Linked DNA regions of Sus scrofa: regions 2 and 3 are each linked to region 1. A link is a contact called in public Hi-C and HiChIP or PLAC-seq data. All regions are on one chromosome and are shown on one strand. The core of a region is the stretch at or near the end of the contact, and the rest is flanking DNA. Distances in the headings are between cores, read along the strand shown.

Evidence for each region. Hi-C and Micro-C count contacts between places; a contact is called where the count stands out from the background. HiChIP or PLAC-seq counts read pairs in DNA pulled down with a chosen protein or histone mark.
Region 2: a contact with region 1 is called in a Hi-C map of liver, with 8 times the contacts expected there. The contact joins the promoter of MARC2 here to the promoter of DUSP10 in region 1. A contact is called at or near these places in 2 of 5 promoter capture datasets (fetal skeletal muscle and liver) and 1 of 47 Hi-C or Micro-C datasets (liver).
Region 3: a contact with region 1 is called in an H3K27ac HiChIP or PLAC-seq map of skeletal muscle. The contact joins the promoter of HLX here to the promoter of DUSP10 in region 1. A contact is called at or near these places in 6 of 47 Hi-C or Micro-C datasets (embryonic fibroblasts, heart right ventricle, liver and 3 more) and 1 of 2 datasets of contacts at active chromatin or transcription factors (skeletal muscle).

Annotation. Positions count from the first base shown.
Region 1 is chr10:10,904,345-10,907,281 of Sscrofa11.1, reverse strand. DUSP10 (dual specificity protein phosphatase 10) reads left to right here and starts at 1,430. Exons shown (of 4, transcript XM_003130510.5): 1 at 1,430-2,377.
Region 2 is chr10:10,155,323-10,158,259 of Sscrofa11.1, reverse strand. It overlaps MARC2 (a long non-coding RNA gene), which reads right to left and starts at 1,528. Exons shown (of 6, transcript XR_002336195.1): 1 at 1,194-1,528.
Region 3 is chr10:10,262,052-10,264,988 of Sscrofa11.1, reverse strand. HLX (H2.0-like homeobox protein) reads right to left here and starts at 1,548. Exons shown (of 4, transcript XM_021064336.1): 1 at 1-1,548. The coding sequence starts at 231. It overlaps MARC1 (mitochondrial amidoxime-reducing component 1), which reads right to left. Exons shown (of 9, transcript XR_002336192.1): 9 at 522-628.

The DNA.
Region 1 (2,937 bases), core at 181-2,680:
AGGCCACTAGTTGCAGCTCCAAATCAACCCCTAGCCTGGGAACTTCCATTTGTCGCAGATGTGGCCCTAAAAAGCAAAAAAAAAAAAAAAAAAAAAAAAAAAAAGAAGAAGCTCCAAATAGATCCAGGGTAGCCCCTCTGGCAACTTCTTTTCTGATTTCTTTGGAAATTACCTAGAACCCACCTTTGCTGGGCAGCACCAGCTGAAATGGTGTGCCCCAACCACTCACTAGCTCACTAGTTATTAAGGGGTAGAGTGTATGTGTTGGTGTGTGGGCAGAGTAGGATACAAAAACCCTTTCCTATTTAAGATGACTGCATGCACTTACTTCAGACTGAAACACTTGTGAAACCTGGACTGTGTGTAAATATATATATATCTATATAAAATAGATATAGTTATAGCTAGGAGGGGAGGGGAGAGGAGGGGGGAGAAGAGAAGAGAGAGATATGGAAAGCAATCTCTCAGCTCACTGAGCATAGCTGGCCATCAGGCCAGGGTTTGGCATCTTCAGATTTCAGATCTGCACTTGAAGCAAAGACATGAATATGTCGTCGCTGCCACTTAGCTTGATTTTTAGCCCTTAAGCCTGATATCTTCAGACACCTTCAGCCTGGTAAGAGAGAAAATCATAGCCAAATATTCTATAGTGCTCATAATGTATTACTCCATCGTAATCATTTCTTTCACCTCCTCCCGCCCCGCCTCTCTGAGACTGGAGAGGGATGCGCGGGTGGGGTGGGGTGGGAGCTCTCTTTCTTTAGAGTTCTTTCACGCAAACTCCGCTCAGTTCCTCTCGTCATCTTCACTTCTTTGCATATCCCAAGACTTTAGTGCATGTTTTCCTGACCGTGCGCAGGCCAGCTCGCCTCCACCGCTTCCCATCTTTGGCTCCGCCGCGCTCCTCGGCCGCCGACCATTCCTGCGGCGGCGAAAGTCGGGAGAACCCAGGGGGCGGCGGCGCCTCCATGCGCTCCGCGGTCCACACTCAGTCTGCGTATATACACCCAACCCCGGCCCTTTTCCGCCAGCCGCGGCTGTTCTAGAAGCGCCAGGCTGGCGGTCCTTGGCACGCCAGCGGCCCTTCGGGGTGGCGGGCGAATGCGAGGCGCGCGGGGAAGGCGGGCTGCAGGCCAGTGACCCGCGCGCGGTTCTGCGGGGCGCAGCGCCCGGACTCCTGGGGTCCGGGTGGGAGGAGGGCGCGGGCGGCCTGAGGAAAGGCGCGGGCGCCAGGCGAGTCCCCAGACGCCGGGCCTAGGGGGTGGCACCCGTGCCTCCTCTTTAGGGCGAGCCCCCTGTGGCTTCCGGCCCAAGCCACCGCCTCCGCGCAGCCCTCCGCAGCGTTGCCTTAGGGCTCTGTGTCGAGCCCTGGGAGGCAGGCGGGGGAAGCGGGGGCGTGACCGGGGCACAGATGTAGACGAGCCAGAGGGCGCCGCGCCATCGCCGCGCAGGGTAGCAGGGCAGCCGGAGGGGCAGCGACATCTGCGGGCGGGCGGCCGATGCTTCCTGGCTGCTCGGGGCCGAGCGGGGCGGCCTCGAGCACTGCCACTGGACGGACGGACAGTTCACCAGCAGCGCTGGAGCCCGGGTGCCCAGCGCATGGCCCCGGGCACGGAAGAGGCGACGCCCCAGGCTGCGCGCTCAAGTCCTTGGCGGGTGGGTGCATTGGCGATGTCGTTGAATCCTGGGTTTATCGAGTCACCTCGAACGAATCGGAGAACCCGTTTTTCCCAGTGGGGACAGTGATCATTCTCGTTGCCTCTTGCCTTAAGAAAGTTACTCCAACACATTTGCTCATCCGTCCAGAGTAAGAAGGGAATATAAATTGCGTGGTTTGTTCCCGGGTGAGGAGGTGTACGAGGATCCCGCCAAGCGGGCAGAGCCAGTTTTAATCGAAGCGGCGAGTCTAGCCCATTGACAATTCAGCCCTGGAAAGGGTTAACTGCATCCTGCTGGTTTGGTTTACATGTAAATAGAGAGCAGCTGCTCCGCGCGGGCCCCAGTTGGCCCTTTTAAGTTTTTGATTGGTTGCCAATGACATCACCGCCCGTGTTCTAACACTGCTGGCCCGAAGAGGCGTCGGATAAACCCTCCTTAAACAGACAAAGCCACGCCCAGGACCCGCCCCCTTCGGGCGCCCATTGGCCACGGGTTGCGGCGAAGTATCGGTCCGCTTTCTCCGGGTTCCTATTGGACCGACGCACCGTCGGTCGGCAGCCGGCCCGCCCTCTCAGAACCTTACATTTACAGTGTAGCAAAAGAGAAAGTAACTATGTTGCTGCTGGAGATCAATGAAGCCAAGTGAATGAGGGCTGAATGCGCGAATCCGTAGCTGAAGCTGAGCGCCAGATGGTGGAGGGTTACACTTATTTATGAAGTAAGTGGAAGTCACCGCGGCTCCTCCTGAGAGCCCAGGAGTGTAAGGTGGTGTAAGTGTGAATGTGTGTGTGTGTTGCGATGCTCACCGAGGAGCCCCAGCAGGTGAGGTTGAAGGGTTCTGGCTGTTGGCTCACGCTGCCCTGTGCGTTTACTCTCTCTGCAGTTTACTCGGATTGGGGGTGAAGAAAAAATGAGGTTCGTTGGGATGCTTTGCGGCGGTTTTAAACGTCTGGGGCTTGTTAGTGCGCTGTGTTGCGAAGGGGGTGTTAATTGCCCCTGGAGTGGCGAAGGAGCATTCTCTAACCACTTAATTTTCTTTCCAGCCTCTGACTTGAGGTGGAAGGACGAGTAGCGAGGGAGAAGGGATAGCTCAGTGTTTCTCGGCAGGTTTCCTGGGCCAGTCTGGGTGGTGTCTCAGGCCATATATACGCCCGACCCTCTGCTGCAGAGATGCAGATCTCTTCACTCCGTGCGTGTGTGTGTGTGTGTGTGTGTGTGTGTGTGTGTGTGTGTGTGTGCCGCGCACTCCGTGGGAAGGTGGGAGTCCCAGCTTGTGTC
Region 2 (2,937 bases), core at 279-2,778, 750 kb after region 1:
TCCCCAAAAGACCGGTGTGCAAACCTCCCTCCCATTAGACACAGGACCACAGCCAAACCATCCCAGCCAGGCAAGCATCTCAAGCCTCAGGAAACAGAGAAGGAGGCTCCGTTCTCCCTTGATCACTCTTTCCAGGGTTTAGCATCCTTGCTGCCATGAGCCCTTTCCCAGTTGTGCTGCACAGCTGCACAACTCTGTGTCCATAAGCAGGTGTCCGCAGGCTCACCTTCGGGAGAAAATGACCAAGCATCCTCTCCTTTCTGAGGGAGGAGGCCGGCATTTCCATTCGCGAGGCCCTACCTAGGTGGGGCTTTACCGAGCTCCTCACCCAAAGACCACTCTGCCTCAGGGGGCAGGGGTCACACTGTCCCCTTAATGGCAAAGGATTATGTGCACAGTCTGTCCCCCTGCCACCTTCTGTCCCCAGCAGAAGACTTCACTCTCTCTGCTCATTTCCTTTTCAAGTGGGTCAGGCCCCGCCACCTCCTGAGGCTCCCAAAACCTTCCTTAGAACTGAAAAGTGTGAGGAGCAAGGCCCAGCAAGGTCACAGCCAATGTCCTTGAACAAGAGAGCTGCCTTCAAGGAGTTCTGGTTGTGGCTTAGTGGTAAGGAAGCTGACTAGTATCCATGAGGACCTGGGTTCGAGCCCTGGGCCCCAGCTCAGTGGGTTAAGGAGCCAGCATTGCCAGTGAGCTCTGGCGTAGCTCCCAGACATGGCTCTAATCACTGTGGCTGTGGCTGTGGCTTGACATAGGCCCACAGCTGCAGCTCCCATCTGACCCCTAGCCTGGGACCTGGGAACCTCTATATGCCTCACGTGTGGCCCTTTAAAACAAACACTTGGCTTCAGCTTTGCTCCCGTCTGTCCACGGGAGTGCCAACAACATTTGTCTCCTCATACTATCAAATCAGAAAGTTTAGCACTAGCAGGAGCCTTGGAGAGCGGATCTGTCCTATTACAGAAAAGGAAGCTCTCCTCCGGGGAGGGCCAGAGGCTTGCCCCCTCCCCTGCCTCCCCAAACCCGAACCCGACGCGAACTGGATCTTTCCAGCCGCAGGCTCAAAGCCAGAGGATCCAACAGGCGGTCCGGAAAAGCCAGGTGGCCGGCCTCCCTTCTCCTTCCCCGGGCCAGGTGCCAGCTCCCTCCCCGCAGCCCTCCGCAGCAGGGACCCGCGCTGGGCTCAGCCCTACCTGTCGCGCACGTGGCCGCAGCGCAGCCCCAGGGCCGTGCACTCGGCCTCGCTCACCGGCACCCCCTTGCACGACTTGACCGGGTAGAGCCAGAGTCTCGCCACGGTGCCCACCTGCTGCAGCCGCCGGCGCCGCCGAGGCCACGCGCGGCGCCAGGCGACGGCCCCCAGCGCCACCGCGGCCAGTCCCAGCGCGGCGACCCCGAGCCAGCGGGGCCGGGACGGCGCGGAGAGGCCGAGGCGGACCAGCGGGGACGAGCCGACGGCGCCCATGACCCGGCGACCGCGGAGCGCAGACCAGCCTGCGACTGGCGCGGGCGGGGCGCCGGGGGCTCGGGGCTGCGGGGGGCGGAGCCCGAGCTGCCCAGTCAGCGGCCTGACCCGCCTTTCTGCGCGCGCCGATGTGGCAGGACGCGCTGGGCGCCGGGGTGCCCTGCGCCCCCGCGGGGGAGCAGGAGGCCCAAAGCCAGAGGCCGCGCCGCCCCTTTGTCCCGAGAGGTCACTTTCGCTCTCCGACCCGCTCTCCCTGTCCCGCTGCTTGGCTGCGCGACGGGGCCCAGGGGACAGGACAGTCGCCTGTAGGCGGCAGAAGGGAAGATTTTCAGCGTTAGGAACTGGCAGATCGCCCGAGAACCGCACGACTTTCGGCCCACAACCCGCTCCGTGGAAGCTTCTGGGCTCTGAACAAACTCGAGTGTGGCTTCTGGCCGGTAGGGCCAAGGCGCAAGGATAACCCCCGCCTCGCCTAACACCCCCCCCCGCCCCATGCACACACACACACACACACACACACACACACACACACACACACACACTAAAATCTCTGCCCCAGAAAGCTCGAAGCTGCCAGATTGCAGGGATGGTTCCTGCCAGCGTCTGAAGCCAAGCCCCTGGCCCGCTCCCCACTTACTCCCCACCGTGAACCGTCCCGCGGTCCCTTCCGCGTGTGTGTGTGTGTCCTACAACTCTGCCATACCTCCGGTCTCGGGCCTCCGCGGATGGGCCCCCTGCAGGCACACCTGGCCCGCCCCCACCTCCACTGCTCTCCACGTGTCAGTTCCCACCAGACACCCCCCCCCCATTCACCCTTTAGACCCACTGAGGTCTGGGCTCCTGGAAACCGAGCTCAGTTCTTCCCCTGCTTCTCAGTAGTCACCGAGAAAAATCTGTTTTTACTGCTTTAACGAAAATCCAGCTTGGGATCTCTTTCCCCCTCCATTTAAGCAGATTCTTTGTGAACCAAGTGGATTCTTGGCTAAGTGAAGGTGTGAGGTCATTTGTTTATTTTTCAGGGATTGTCCCTTAACCTGTGGCACCATTCTAGGAGAGTTTAAGGAGGCAAGAGGTGGGCCATCGCCCTGGGTCCTGATTGGTCATCTACAGAAAGCTGCTCTGGGCTGGGAGGAGAAGGGCGGGCAGGGCTGGGATCCAGATCTTTGGGAAAAGCGAAAATTGAACTCTCCCTGCAACTGAGAGTTCCCCTGTGTGGGGTAGTGGGTTAAGGATCCCATGAGGTCGCTGTGGTGGCAAGAGTTTGACCCCTCACCTGAGACCTTCCATGTGCCCTGGCCGGGTTCCAAAAATATATAGATATGGATATAGATAAGGATCCATCTCCGCATGAGCAGAGCCTGTTTGAAGTCTTAGGCCGGTGGGCTCTGCCTCTTCACTGAACACATGATGCTCAGCAGCCAAGACCTGGTTCCTTTCTCAGGCGTGTGTGGTGAACGAGGTATGTTGTGAGT
Region 3 (2,937 bases), core at 299-2,798, 640 kb after region 1:
TCCCAAGTGCGCGGTGAGGGCGGCGGCCGAGGCCCCAGCCAGACCCTCCGGGGCCGCCCCCGGCTCCCCAACGCCGGCGTGGAGGATGTCCGCGATGCAGAAGGAGGGTTTCTTGACGGCAGCGGGGTCCAGGGGGAAGGAGCAACCGCCCGGGCCGGCGGAGGAGCAGTAGGCGGCCGACCAGAGGCTGAAGTTGGGCGCGTAGAAGGGAGCCAGCCCCGCGGCGAACATCCTGGCGGGGTGAGGCCAGCGGCCGCTGCGGCCTGCCGGGGCCGAGTGGGTGAGTGGGTTCGCGGAGAGGGGCGCGCTAAGTCCAGGAGGGGGCGGCAGCCCAGCCGGGGTCGATCCACTTACACTTCTCGGTCCGAACTGAAGCGAAGCCAGGGAGCCCTAGCGCCACCGACGGAGGAGGCGAGGCCCGGATCCCAGCCGGTCACAGCCTCGGGCCCTGGCCTCACTTTAAAGGCGGCTCGGCGCCCGCGCTCCCCGCGGGCTGGAGGCGAGCGAGGGGCGCTCGGGCGGCTGGGCGGGCGGGTGCGCGGCTCCGCACACGCCAGGGAAGCCAGGGAAGCCAGGGAAGCCAGGGAGACGGGGCCGGGCACCGAAAGAAACAGCCAAACAGCTAAGGCTTGAGAAATAAATTTAAAACAACAACAATAATAATCCGTTAGTTTAAAAAAAAAAAGTAATAAGAGGGGAAAAAAAAGAAAAAAAAAAACTCCTCTCTAAAAACTCCCAAAGTTTTGGCAGGAGCTTTCGAGTCAGACCCAGGGTAGGACCTCGATCAGGGCGTTCATTGGCCATGCTGGTGACCAATGGGAGCGGGGAGTGGAGGGGAACTGGGTAAGGGGGCGTGGCCCGCCCCCTCGGCCACGCCCCAGCCACGCCAAACTGTTTGCTGCTGCCGCGTGGGTTGAGCCCAGTCGGGCGTCCTTCTCCGAAGAGTACGATCCGGGACCGACCGAGGTTCCAGGGTGTTCTAACCTTCAGCTACGGCAGCTCCGAACCGGCGCCAGGTGTGGAGAGTTGGTCACAGCGCTCCTGGAGCGCTCGCCTAGGGAAGCTGGTGCTCCCCTAAATTAACGCGGGTGCAAGGCCCGCCTCCTGGGACTCTGGGGGCGCCCTAGGTTTCCCAACTCTTTACTTAAGTGGGGCCTGATTTTCTCCACTCGGCCTTTATCCCGAGAGTCATTGTCCCCTACAAGGCTCCATCTTTTATGAGTTCCCGCCCCTACGCTGCCCTGCCCTGAGCTCTCGCGCGGGATTGCTGCGGCACTGGGTCAGCCCCACCCAAGTCAGCCCCGCGTCCGCTCCTCTGCCTCGGAGATCCTCTGGGAAGAGAGGAGGGGCGGCCACAAATTAGCTTTATTCCGAGCTGTCACGCACTGACAATTTGAATGAGTAACTTTTCAAACAAAATAAGATGGATGTCTACGAACGTCTCCCTCGGACGCGGCCAAACCTTCCCCCAGCCTAAGAGACAACAAAACAGGCCGCCGTCCGAAACAGGGAGAGCGGCACGCGCGGTCCGCTCCTCTGCAGTACCTTGTAGGAAATGTCACCCTACCTCCTCCTCTGCCACATCCCCGATCACGTGGGGTCTGTAGTTTTGCAAGTGCCCACGAGAGCAGATTTCCTTGGGGTTAAATACTGCTCCCAATCCCGTGGCTGTTTCCCCACAGGGCCTGGTCGCAGGAGAAGCTGCAGTGGTGGCCGAGGTCTTCCACTCGTACTTGGGGTCTTCAGAGCGCAGAGCGCGTGTAGTGGGGGGTTTTCTGCAGCATCAACATCTCTATTTTAAGAATTCGTTCTCTTTTAAATTATAGTCCTAACGGGTTTCCCCACCCCTCTCCCAAACAAACCACAGGCCACCCAGATGAGCTTTTCTTGCACATTTTCAGGAAGAAAATAAAATAATAACAATAATGAAACCACGAAAGCTTTTGTTTTCGATTGTCCTAATAAGCATCTTCTAACAGAACTTCCGCACCTCTGTGGCATTTTTTAAAAGTTCATTTCAGTTAACAGGTCTTACCAAAGAGAAACCCAGAAAGGCAAATGACTTTACTGTGCCTCTCTCGAGTCCAGAATTTGGGCTAGTTCATTTCTAGTGGTTTCTAGCCTCGGGTTGCAGATGCTGTCATCTTAAGCTTTTGACTTTCTCCCGGAAAGTATCAATCACGAATCAATCACTTCTGACCAGCCAGCACTGAAAACAAGCACACCCTCCACCCAACACCCACCCCACCCAGCCTCTGTCTCTCTCTCTACCTCTTTTACTAAAGGGGTTTCTTGCCCAGCTCTCGGCAGCCGGGACAGAGGTGTCAGCAGAGGTGGAAAGAAATGATGGATCTGCTGCTGCACTAGCACCTGGGGTGGGAGAGGCGCCCAGGGGCAATGAGGCCAACAAGGATGTATAAGGCCTTCTGAGTCGTTGGACCCGCCCTCAAAAGCTCCAGCGCCGGCAATAGATGCAAAGGCTGTGGATTCCAGCGAGCCTTGGGTCCGAGGGCGCTGCCTCTGCAGAACTTGGCAGCCCTGGGGGAAAGTCGCTAGCGCCAGCCAGCGTAGATCTGGTGGCCTTAAGCCCTCTCTTCCTCCTTTTTCTGGTGTCACTTCCAATTCCGTTGCAAACATCAAACCTTGGCCTAAGCATGAATTCACTGTACCAAACGGGCCGCATTTAGGCCTCGCCCCAGGCAGCCGGCCCCAAAATGAGACGCGATCCTGTGGGTGGGCACAGGGTGCAGATCGGGCTGGAAGGCGAGCCCTCTGGGTTTCCAGCTGGGCCCACCACCGCATCTGCAGCATTTCAAGGCCTGAGCACGGGGCGGGAGGGGAGAAAACTAGGCCCCAAGGGCGCGTTTCCGCCCCCTCGCCCGCCTCGTGCTCCTCTTTTCCCGCTAGGCCCAAGGTTCAATTTAAATGGCAACTTGT